Regions from separate parts of the Triticum aestivum genome. Here region 1 is linked to region 2. Evidence: chromatin contacts called from public Hi-C data. All regions are on one chromosome and are shown on one strand. Each heading gives the region's core, a stretch centred on a gene start, on an enhancer-like site or on the middle of the called end of the contact. The rest is flanking DNA. Distances are from core to core; before and after follow the strand shown. Region 1 holds the start of LOC123167182 (40S ribosomal protein S13-1). Region 2 has its middle 140 kb from the start of TRNAF-GAA.

Region 1 (4,658 bases), core at 1,339-3,838, 450 kb after region 2:
TTCTTCATCATTAATTCAAACCCTATAATCAATAGTGAAGACGCATTTCATCATAAGATCTATCCATCCTTCCTGAAAACCAAGTTTTAACACAATTCCCTTCAAGAAATGCCATTCAACTCGGTCATAAGCTCTGTGCATATCAAGCTTGATCGCGCATAAACCCTCTTTTCCTTCCCTCTTATTTCTAATAGTATAAAAGCTCTCGTAGGCCACTAAAACATTGTCCATAATCATTCTCCCGGGCACAAAAGCACTTTGGGTGGGACTAATAATATGAGGCAACAAAACTTTCAATCGCGCTACCAATATTTTGGAGACAACTTTATAAACCACATTGCAAAGACTGATAGGTCTAAACTAGGTTACCTTCTCTCTGGTGAATTGATCCTAGGGATCAACACAATCGTAGTGTCATTCCATCCGGATGGAATTGTGCAGGTATTCACCGCTTGCAAGACCTCATCAACCAAATCATCCCGTAGCATGGGCCAAAATATTTTATAAAAAATAGCATGAAGTCCATATGTCCCTGGAGCCTTTAATTCTCCAATATAAAAAAGAGCCTTACGAACATCATGAAAAGTATAAGGGCCAAGCAAAACATTATTCATGTCTACAATCGCTCTACTCTGGACAAGGGACAAGACTTGCTGGTTTAGGTTTAGAACATCCGAGGTAAAAGCACTGGAGAAGTAACTCATAATATGTTCCTTCAGATCATCATCCAGAAGTTTCTTAATGTTGTTCCTTTTTTTCCTGGTAGTTGCAGCATTATGAAAAAGCGATGTATTGCGATCCCCATCTAACAACCAGTTTGCTCGGCCTCTCTATAACCAGAAAATTTCTTGTTGATCCAAAAGATTTTCCATGAGTACTAAAATTTCCTTCTCCCTCGAACGTGATTCCCCATTGATAGGAACATGCTTCAACCTCTCTAATTCCCCATTGATAGGAACACGCTTCAACCTCTCTAACTATTTTTAAACTTATTTATTCTCCTTTTTCGTCCCTTCAAAGTTACTCGGTCCCAAGCATGTAAATCCTCATGCACTGTTCTAGTCCGTGCAGAGAGTTGAAAAAAGCTTCATTTGGATTGGTGCATTGAGTACCTGTACCAGTACCCACCCCCAAACTAAATGGTCCCACGTCGCCCCCGTACCATTGCGGCTCCGGCCGTGTTGACCATCCGTTAGTAAGACGACTTCACCAAGAAAGGTGCTTGGCTTGGTGAGATTCAATGCCATAACTGGACGTCAGACGCTCAAGAGACACTTTACATTGATAGCCCAAAAGGTTTTCGAACCTATCGAGTCTTGTAATTTCATGGTGCTTTCTTCAAGAAAGTTCCCAAGCGAAATCCTGGACGGGGTGCATGCGCACTCCTAGGTCCCAAATGTTAAAAATGTTAATGTGCTTGCCATTTCCACTCGTCGCACATGCCTTTTATCATTGCACTTACTTCAAGCATAATATTTTGCCGACTAGAGGAGGAGCCCTAATTTCGTGTTTGTCTTTATCCCAAGACCCTGTCTTTTTCTACCATTTTTTCTTAGTGAATGTCATTTCTTCTCTTCTTTTAGAACAAAATGTTATTTCATCTCAAAAACGCAGAATGGTGGCCTTTTCACCTTGACCTCCTTTTCCCCGACTTATGTGGGGAATAGAGAGGAAACACGGAGCGCCTTTCCTTCGCACTAGTTTTGGGTCGGCCCATATGAGGGGCGAGGCTCCCCTATTTTTTGTGTTTTCTTCTCTGTTTTCTTTGCTTCTTAAAAAAAATCAGGATTTCAACTTTTTCCAAAACTCATATTTTTTTTCACAACATTTCAAAAAATATGAATTTGAAAAAAATCTTTGTAGATTTTAAAAATATCCCATATTTCAAAAAATCTTTATGATTTGAAAAAATGTTTGGAAATTTTCAAAATTCCCAAATTTCAAAAGCTATTCATGAATTAAAAAAATTCCGAATTAAAAAAATGCTCACAACCTTGTGTAATGTTCCTGGATTTAAATAATTGTTCATGATTTTGAAAACATGTTCATGTATTTCAATAAGTGTTCATGATTTTTCTTTAATGTTCTGAATCAAATAAATTCAGAATTGTTTCCAGATTTCGAAGATTGTTTGCGAATACATAAAAATATTCATGATTTCTTTAGAATTTAAAAAATTGTCACAACTTTAAAAATTGTTCATATATTTAAAAAATATAAAATATAAATATAAAACCAAAAACCAAAAATGAAAAATCGAGATAAAACTGACAAGGAAAAACAGAGAGAAAAAGGAAAACCTGCCCAAAACCAGATGGGGAGTCTTCATAAAAATACAAGCAGTTCTACTTCACCCTATGTGACACCAAGCAAATAAGTGGGAGAGGAGCTATGCGTTTGGTTGCTATCCGCCGCCCTACGCGAGATATAGGAATCATCGTTTTCACAAGCTTCCCTGTTGGACTAGGACACATGTGTGAGCCGCAGTTGTTAAAACGCTGGTTTTGAAGGCCCACACTAGCCCAGTCCACGTTGCAACGCGGCGTGATCATGGATCTAAATGGGCATTACCTGAAGGACCAAAATATAAGAAAGCCCTCAAATAAGTGGAACCCCAGAACCCTAACCAGGCTCTTTTCTATCCTCTCACCACTCGCGCCTCTCTCGCCCTTCCCGCCGCCACCGCCGCCGCCGCCACTCCCCTCGCCGCCGCAGCAGCCGCAGCCATGGGGCGCATGCACAGCCGCGGGTAATCCTCACCCCCTGCACTGCCACCGCAATCCTGTGAATTTTCTGGTCTAATGGCGTCTCCGCGACTCTGTGACGCAGGAAGGGCATCTCGTCGTCAGCGCTGCCGTACAAGAGGACTCCACCAAGCTGGGTCAAGACCGCCGTCGCCGATGTAAGAAGAAGCCTCACCTTCTCTTCGCCCCCTCGATTCGATGTGATATGGCTGGCTGATGCGTGCGTCGGGCTCGTGTGCAGGTGGACGAGTTAATCACCAAGGCCGCGAAGAAGGGCCAGATGCCGTCGCAGATCGGCGTCCTGCTCCGTGACCAGCACGGCATCCCCCTCGTCAAGAGCGTCACCGGGAGCAAGATCCTCCGCATCCTCAAGGCCCATGGTGAGAAATAGATTAGATCCCCCCTCGTCTTTCTCAGAGTGCTCTATGTGTTGATAGTGGATTGATTGTGTGAGTGTTGGTGCGCAGGGCTGGCGCCAGAGATCCCGGAGGATCTCTACTTTCTGATCAAGAAGGCGGTGGCGATAAGGAAGCACCTGGAGAGGAACAGGAAGGACAAGGACTCTAAGTTCAGGCTCATCCTTGTGGAGAGCAGGATCCACCGCCTCGCTCGCTACTACAAGCGCACCAAGAAGCTCCCGCCCACCTGGAAGTAGTAAGTCACTCAATCCCAATGCCATTAATCTTTCTTCTGCTATAGCTTCGGTGAATTGTGACGCCTTATCAGTTTAGTACGCAAGTACAGTGAACAGTTCGCTGTTTGTGTGCCACTTGCTACATATGAGCTGTAGAATGTGTGCTACATATAGGTTGTTGAGTAGGAGTACGTGTTTGGTACTACTTCAGATGAGGCTACTTATAAATGTATTTAGATGCTGATCTGTTGGCTGTTCTGTTCTCATGGGACAGGAATTTTAGAGAAATGGGATTCTAAACTACTTAGTTATGCCTGTGATTAAGCTTAGTTGTGTTTGTGGCGGATGTGCTGCTAATTGGTGTTAGTAAGGCATTCCCGTACTGGCATACTGTAGTGGACACTGCTGATTCGGTGTGCACACCAAAATTATAAGTATATGAGTCAATAGTTTGACTTGTAAAGATTGATGTTATGAAGTGATGATATAGCCACTTCAGACATTTTTGAAGATCTAAATGGAGAACACCTATGCATTTTGTGTGTTACTAAATGACTACAATTTGCCAGCATGATAATGTAACTTCTTTAGTTTGGATATGAAATAGGAATTTGATGAAGATCACAATACTTGTGTTAAAGAGAAATTAGATCAACCCAACTGAAATGTTTGCAGTTTTGAAAAATGCAACTGGTTATGATACTGATATGTGTCATTATCCCACGTATGTGTGTCTGGGTGACACATACAATGTGTTCTTCAAACTGCAACATTTCTACAATTGCATTTATCTATTTTAAATTCCTACTCAGTGGTGGTCTATTCTGTTGGCTGAATCATGCCATTCTGAAGCAAATCTATAATGATGAAATTGCATTTAAATTTATACGAATAAAATCATTGGTTATCTGATGTGCCGAGCAGTGCCGAGCAAGTCATTTATGAGTGTGCATTTTAGTCTTTTAAAATACAAATGGGTAGCCCAAGGCAAAGGTGCCAACTAAACTTGCATCTATGTAATGTAAACATTGTTGTTGAACCGAAGGCAGTTCAATGATAATGGTACGGCAGTTTATATTCACTCTCTGTTGCATTTGTTGTATGGCCTGGATGAATTTGTACACATATCAGACTGCCTTTTTCATACGTAAAGCATTTCCGTTGGACTTATCTTATAGTATTCCTAATGTATGTTGCCAATCGTGTCATCTCATACAACAAATGTTTTGCTAACACAATTCTTTCGCCTCTGCAGCGAGTCTACCACCGCCAGCACTCTG
Region 2 (4,757 bases), core at 1,868-4,367:
CTCAGCGGCTCCCATCGCGAGAGGAAGCGCCGCCGCGGCTGCCTAAGGCGACGCCTGCCCCCCGAAGAGGTGCGCCTGCGCCCCTGAGGGGCCACCGCTGGGGTCGCGGCATACTTACGGGGCGACCGCGGCCTCTCTTGGGCGGCGGCAAACCAGGCCCCTCCTTGGGGGCCTTCCCCTTTTCGGCGGTAGAGAACCTTCTCGTCGGCGCCATGGATGCTGCGGCAAGACGGCAAGGCGAGGAAGGAGAAGGAAGGACGATCAACGAGAAGATGGAGATGAGCAAGGGGGGCTCTGCCCCTCCCCCCATTTATAGCCGGAGGGAGGCCAAACCCCGGCCTCCACGACCCCACGCAATGATGGCTTTTCTGCATGAAGCAGGCTCCAGTCAAGTCAAATGGTTGCCGAGGCTACGTGGGAAAGCGGAGACGCCCACGTCCCATCAAGCGCCACGCATCGACCAAGGCCGCAGGTGGTTAGGGACCGCGGCGCTCCGCCCTTGCCCTTTGGCTTCGCCTCGAGGCCAAGTTCGAGCGCACCTTGGGCCCGGGGGCTACTATCGGCGTTCTGGGAATGGGGGTACCCAGACTTACCTGCCTATGGCCCGCGGCGTGGCTCCATCGACGGCCTGGTACGGCCCACCTTCAACATCGACAACTCAAGACCCTTGCGAGGGGCCAAGCCTTGCGAGGCGGGTCACGCCAAGACCCCCAGAAGGAGCGGCCTCCTCAGGCTGGCTCCTGAGGGGCGGAGATCTCTATGCAAGCCTCGACCTCATGAGGTTCGGATGACACAAGCCATGACGACCAAGGCCAGGCGGGCGCCAGCGAGCGTAGCACAATAGTTTCCTCTTTGGTGCTAATAAGGAGGCAAGCGCACGCGCGAAGTCCTGAGGAATCAGCCAAAGGTTTACATTTCCATGCAACAAGACCAAGACCTCCAGGACGGCAGGACGGAGGTCATCGCCGAGTCCACCACGGCGTCACGACCAGAAGCTTTGCAGGCGAAGACTACCTTTTGTCAGGATAAGATGTACTAGTTGTCTCCCTTTGAATTTGGCCGTTGTGGGATCCCTTCCCGCCTTCGTTTTGGGGGAAGAGGACCAAGGCCACTATAAATAGGGCCTAGCCACCACCGTAGATGGGGATGGATGATTCAGATCATCCTCTCCCTCACCAGCTCAAGAACACACCTCCTGAGGTTGTTCTTCCACTATACTAGTTCATCCTCAGCCCACCTCGAGGCCAATCCACCACAAAGCAGAAGTAGGGTTTTACACCGCAAGGTGGCCCAAACCTGGGTAAACTGCCTTGTTCCATTTCCTTTCAGTACTTTGAGCTAGGCCGTGGGATCAGCGAGTTGGCAGACCGAGGAGGTTGAGTTCTTAGCTCGCACCCCAGAGTTCGAATCTATCCAGGGCCTGCGGAGCCCAGAATTCGACAAGGGCACATCGGCAAAAATTTACACTTGAGGAAAAGGAAGGGGTTAATGCACGAAGAAGAGAGAAAAGACAATGCATGACATTTGCTGAGAGGAAAAGTAGCATGCTTTTTTTCATGTGGGGGTTTATTAGTTGGAAACCATATGTTCGTTTTTTTCCTCAATGTGTACCTATCAATGATATAGCATCACTTTTATCAACGTCTTGGTGCATCTTTTGTTGTTCACTAGGCTCCTGACCTTCAAGTAAAAATGCTCCACCTGATCTTTTGTAATTCCGTGGCGTAGCACGGACATCCTACTAATGAAATTAAAAGAAATTGAATGGAAGAGCTCCTTGATAAATTGTTGACCCGGTTAAAATCGGGTGACCTAATTCTAAATTGAAGACCTTGATTAATTGTGAGGCCTTAAAGTTAGCAAGCATAGTGTATAGTATAAAAGAATTGAATGAAAGGGCTTTGAAAAATTGTTGAACCGGTCAAAATCGGGTGATACAATTTCAATTGGAGACCTCAATTGAATGTGGGTTCTTTAAAACTAGGGAGCATAGTGTTACAGAGGACAGGAGCTGCCACCATAATCTTCGGGTTGGTCCACCATCTTTTTCGACATAGGAGCATTGTCGGTCCTATATGACTTTACTGTTGCTGATACATCCATTTTTGTATTCTATTTTGTCAGATTGTCGATGTAGCTCATCATGCTTTTATAATGCTATATTTTTAGTTAATAAAGACATCCTTTATAAAAAAGGAGCGGGTACCGTCAAGTATACAACGTTAAGATTCAATGCATCTACAATTATTATATCATCCATCCACATAATAATATTACTGCATCGAGACGGTTTGATCCTTCTCTTCTATTATATGAATTATGAAGCAGAAGAAGAAAGAGTCGGGGGCTTGGAGTTGGAGATGATTTTGGTACTCATGGGTTAATGGTGAAACTGTTGGTCCATCTTCAAACCTTCGTGCAATGCAGCGGCCTCAGTAGGATACCACATCTGATGCGCCTTAGCATCGTAGCTCCAATGAAGTCATCTATGTGGTCACAAATAACAACTCCCGAGAGAGCTTGAGTAAAGCATCAACATCAGTACTTGTTGCCCTCACAACGGTCTTCTCCAACAATTTAGGCGGGGGAGGTATCATGCTTCCCCCCACCCGAACAAAATTAAACGCCACAACCTGGATAACTAGAGCTAGTTCGTGAAAATTTTAAAAAGTTCCACGATTTTGAAAAAAAATGTCATAGATTACAAAACAATTCGTGAACTTGAGGAAAGCTTGCAGGTTTGGAAAAAGGTTCATGGATTTGAAAAATCATGAATTGAAAAAACACCATGAATTTATAAAAGTTGTTCATCAAAATTGAAAAATTACTCAAATTTTTAAAAAGTCCAATTTTTTCAAAAACAAATTGCGTAAATAAAAGTGAAATTTAAATTTAAATTGAAAATACATAGATAAAAACGAAAAAAGAGAATTAAAGAAAGAATTTTTTACGAGAAAACAAAAGAAACCCAGCCCAAAAATAAGAGAAAATCTTCTAGAAGTTTCCGAACCAGATGGAGGGAATAATGGGCCGGCCGCCCACATATGTCCCGGCGAACCAGGGTGGTGCGCGGCGGGCGCACCTATGTCTGGGAGCTCCTATCTGCCGCCCTTTGCGGCAATTTGTCGACCACGTGCACAGGCGGATATCCGACTGGGCCGGCCCAAGCTAGCGATCAACAGAGAACGTGTACTGTAACGCGAGTTTGTGGTCCAAAAAATGTCGCATTCCGTAGGTATCGAACGCAGGAGCTCCAGCTCTGGAACACCTTTCTTTTAGACAACCTCATGAAGCTTTTTATTAATTCGTTTCAATGTTTACACAGACGGATGGAAGATCACCAGGGTGTCCTAACCAAACATGGCGACCATCCCCGAGAAAAAAAGCATGCTTCGCTAAGTTGTGAGCTTCATAGTTTGAGCTCCTAAACTCATGAATAAATTTTTTTAAAACAAAAGTGGTAGAATGGCCTATTATTTCATGTATGATCGCTCCATAGCTAGCCGCGTTCTCCTCCTTTATATCTTCGACCACCACTTTGTCAGCTCCGGAACGCCTGGTATTACCAACTAACCTTAAGGGCGTACCTGAATACTGGGCTGTGCGAAACACTTAAGAACCAGAACCATCGCAGATCCGAGTGTTTTTGAATTTTTGAACGGAAAACATCTGTTTGAGAAAAAGGGAAATGTTAAACGCGAACACCTTTTCAATTTGTGAACAAAATTTTCAAAAAAAAAATTAAACATTTTCGAAAACAAGAACATTTTTTGAAAAATACTGAACAATTTTTTGAAACTCTGGGAAAATGAATAAGCGATCATATTTTCAAAGTGAACATTTTTCGAAATTCCAGTTTTTTTAAAACACAATTTTTTTTGGAAACTCTGGAAACAAAATTTGAAAATACAAACATTTTTGCAAAACGGGAATATTTTTCGAAATTCCAATTTTTTTTGGAAATAACAAACATTTTTTGAAACTCTGGAAACAAAATTTGGAAACACAAACATTTTTTTAAAACTGGAACATTTTTTTTAATTCCAAGCAGAATTTGGAACGCGAAAATATTTTGAAACTCGGGAACGAAATTTGAAAAGATGAACATTTTTTTAAATATGCAAAGTAATTATTCGAACCGAAACATTTTTTGAACTCCCAAACAAAATTTTAAACATGAAGAAAATTTTGAAATTTGTGGACAATTTTTTAAAATGAGAACATTTTTTTAATATTCCGAACAAAATATGGAAACAAGAACTTTCTTTGAGATTAGGGAACAAGTTTTGAAACGGAATTTTTTATTGAAATCCCAACCTTTTACTGAAAAGTATGTGAAAATTTTGAACAAACACAAAGAGAAAAGAAAAGGAACAGAAAGGAAAAAGAGGAAAGACAAAGAAACAGAGAAGGAGGAAAAAAGAAAATACGAATAAAAAAACCATAACAAAGCGAAAACATCTAAAAAAAACGGTTCAAGAATATTATAGAATGTCCCCAAAATCGTAAAACCAGGCTGGAGCCGTCCAGAGTACGTGAACGCTATAGTCTACTACCTTGCGTCGGATGTGAATCGTGTTGGGCCGGGCCATTTAGCTCGCATAGATTCAAAAATTTAGGATCCACATCTACTAGATGCCACCGAGCCGGTCTTCTCCATTTTTCTTTTTACTTTTTTTGTTTTCTTTTGTTCCATTTCTTTTTTCTTCTCCGTTTTTGCCATTCTTTTTCCTTTCTTCTCAGATTTCTTTCATTCT

The links. A called contact is a pair of places that touch in the nucleus more often than the background predicts.
Region 1: a contact with region 2 is called in a Hi-C map of leaf, with 7 times the contacts expected there. The contact joins the promoter of LOC123167182 here to the enhancer-like site in region 2. A contact is called at or near these places in 2 of 5 Hi-C or Micro-C datasets (both in leaf).

The regions. Positions count from the first base shown.
Region 1 is chr7D:399,198,819-399,203,476 of IWGSC CS RefSeq v2.1, forward strand. LOC123167182 (40S ribosomal protein S13-1) reads left to right here and starts at 2,589. Exons shown (of 5, transcript XM_044585015.1): 1 at 2,589-2,749; 2 at 2,830-2,902; 3 at 2,986-3,124; 4 at 3,212-3,398; 5 at 4,634-4,658. The coding sequence starts at 2,727.
Region 2 is chr7D:398,744,129-398,748,885 of IWGSC CS RefSeq v2.1, forward strand. No RefSeq gene overlaps it. Among protein-coding and RNA genes, the nearest start is that of TRNAF-GAA, 140 kb to the left of the region's middle. Within about 2 kb of position 3,118, at least 3 of the 8 cell types and tissues checked have an H3K27ac peak or open chromatin away from gene starts, as enhancers often do. A contact at or near this core is called in leaf, where this site is marked.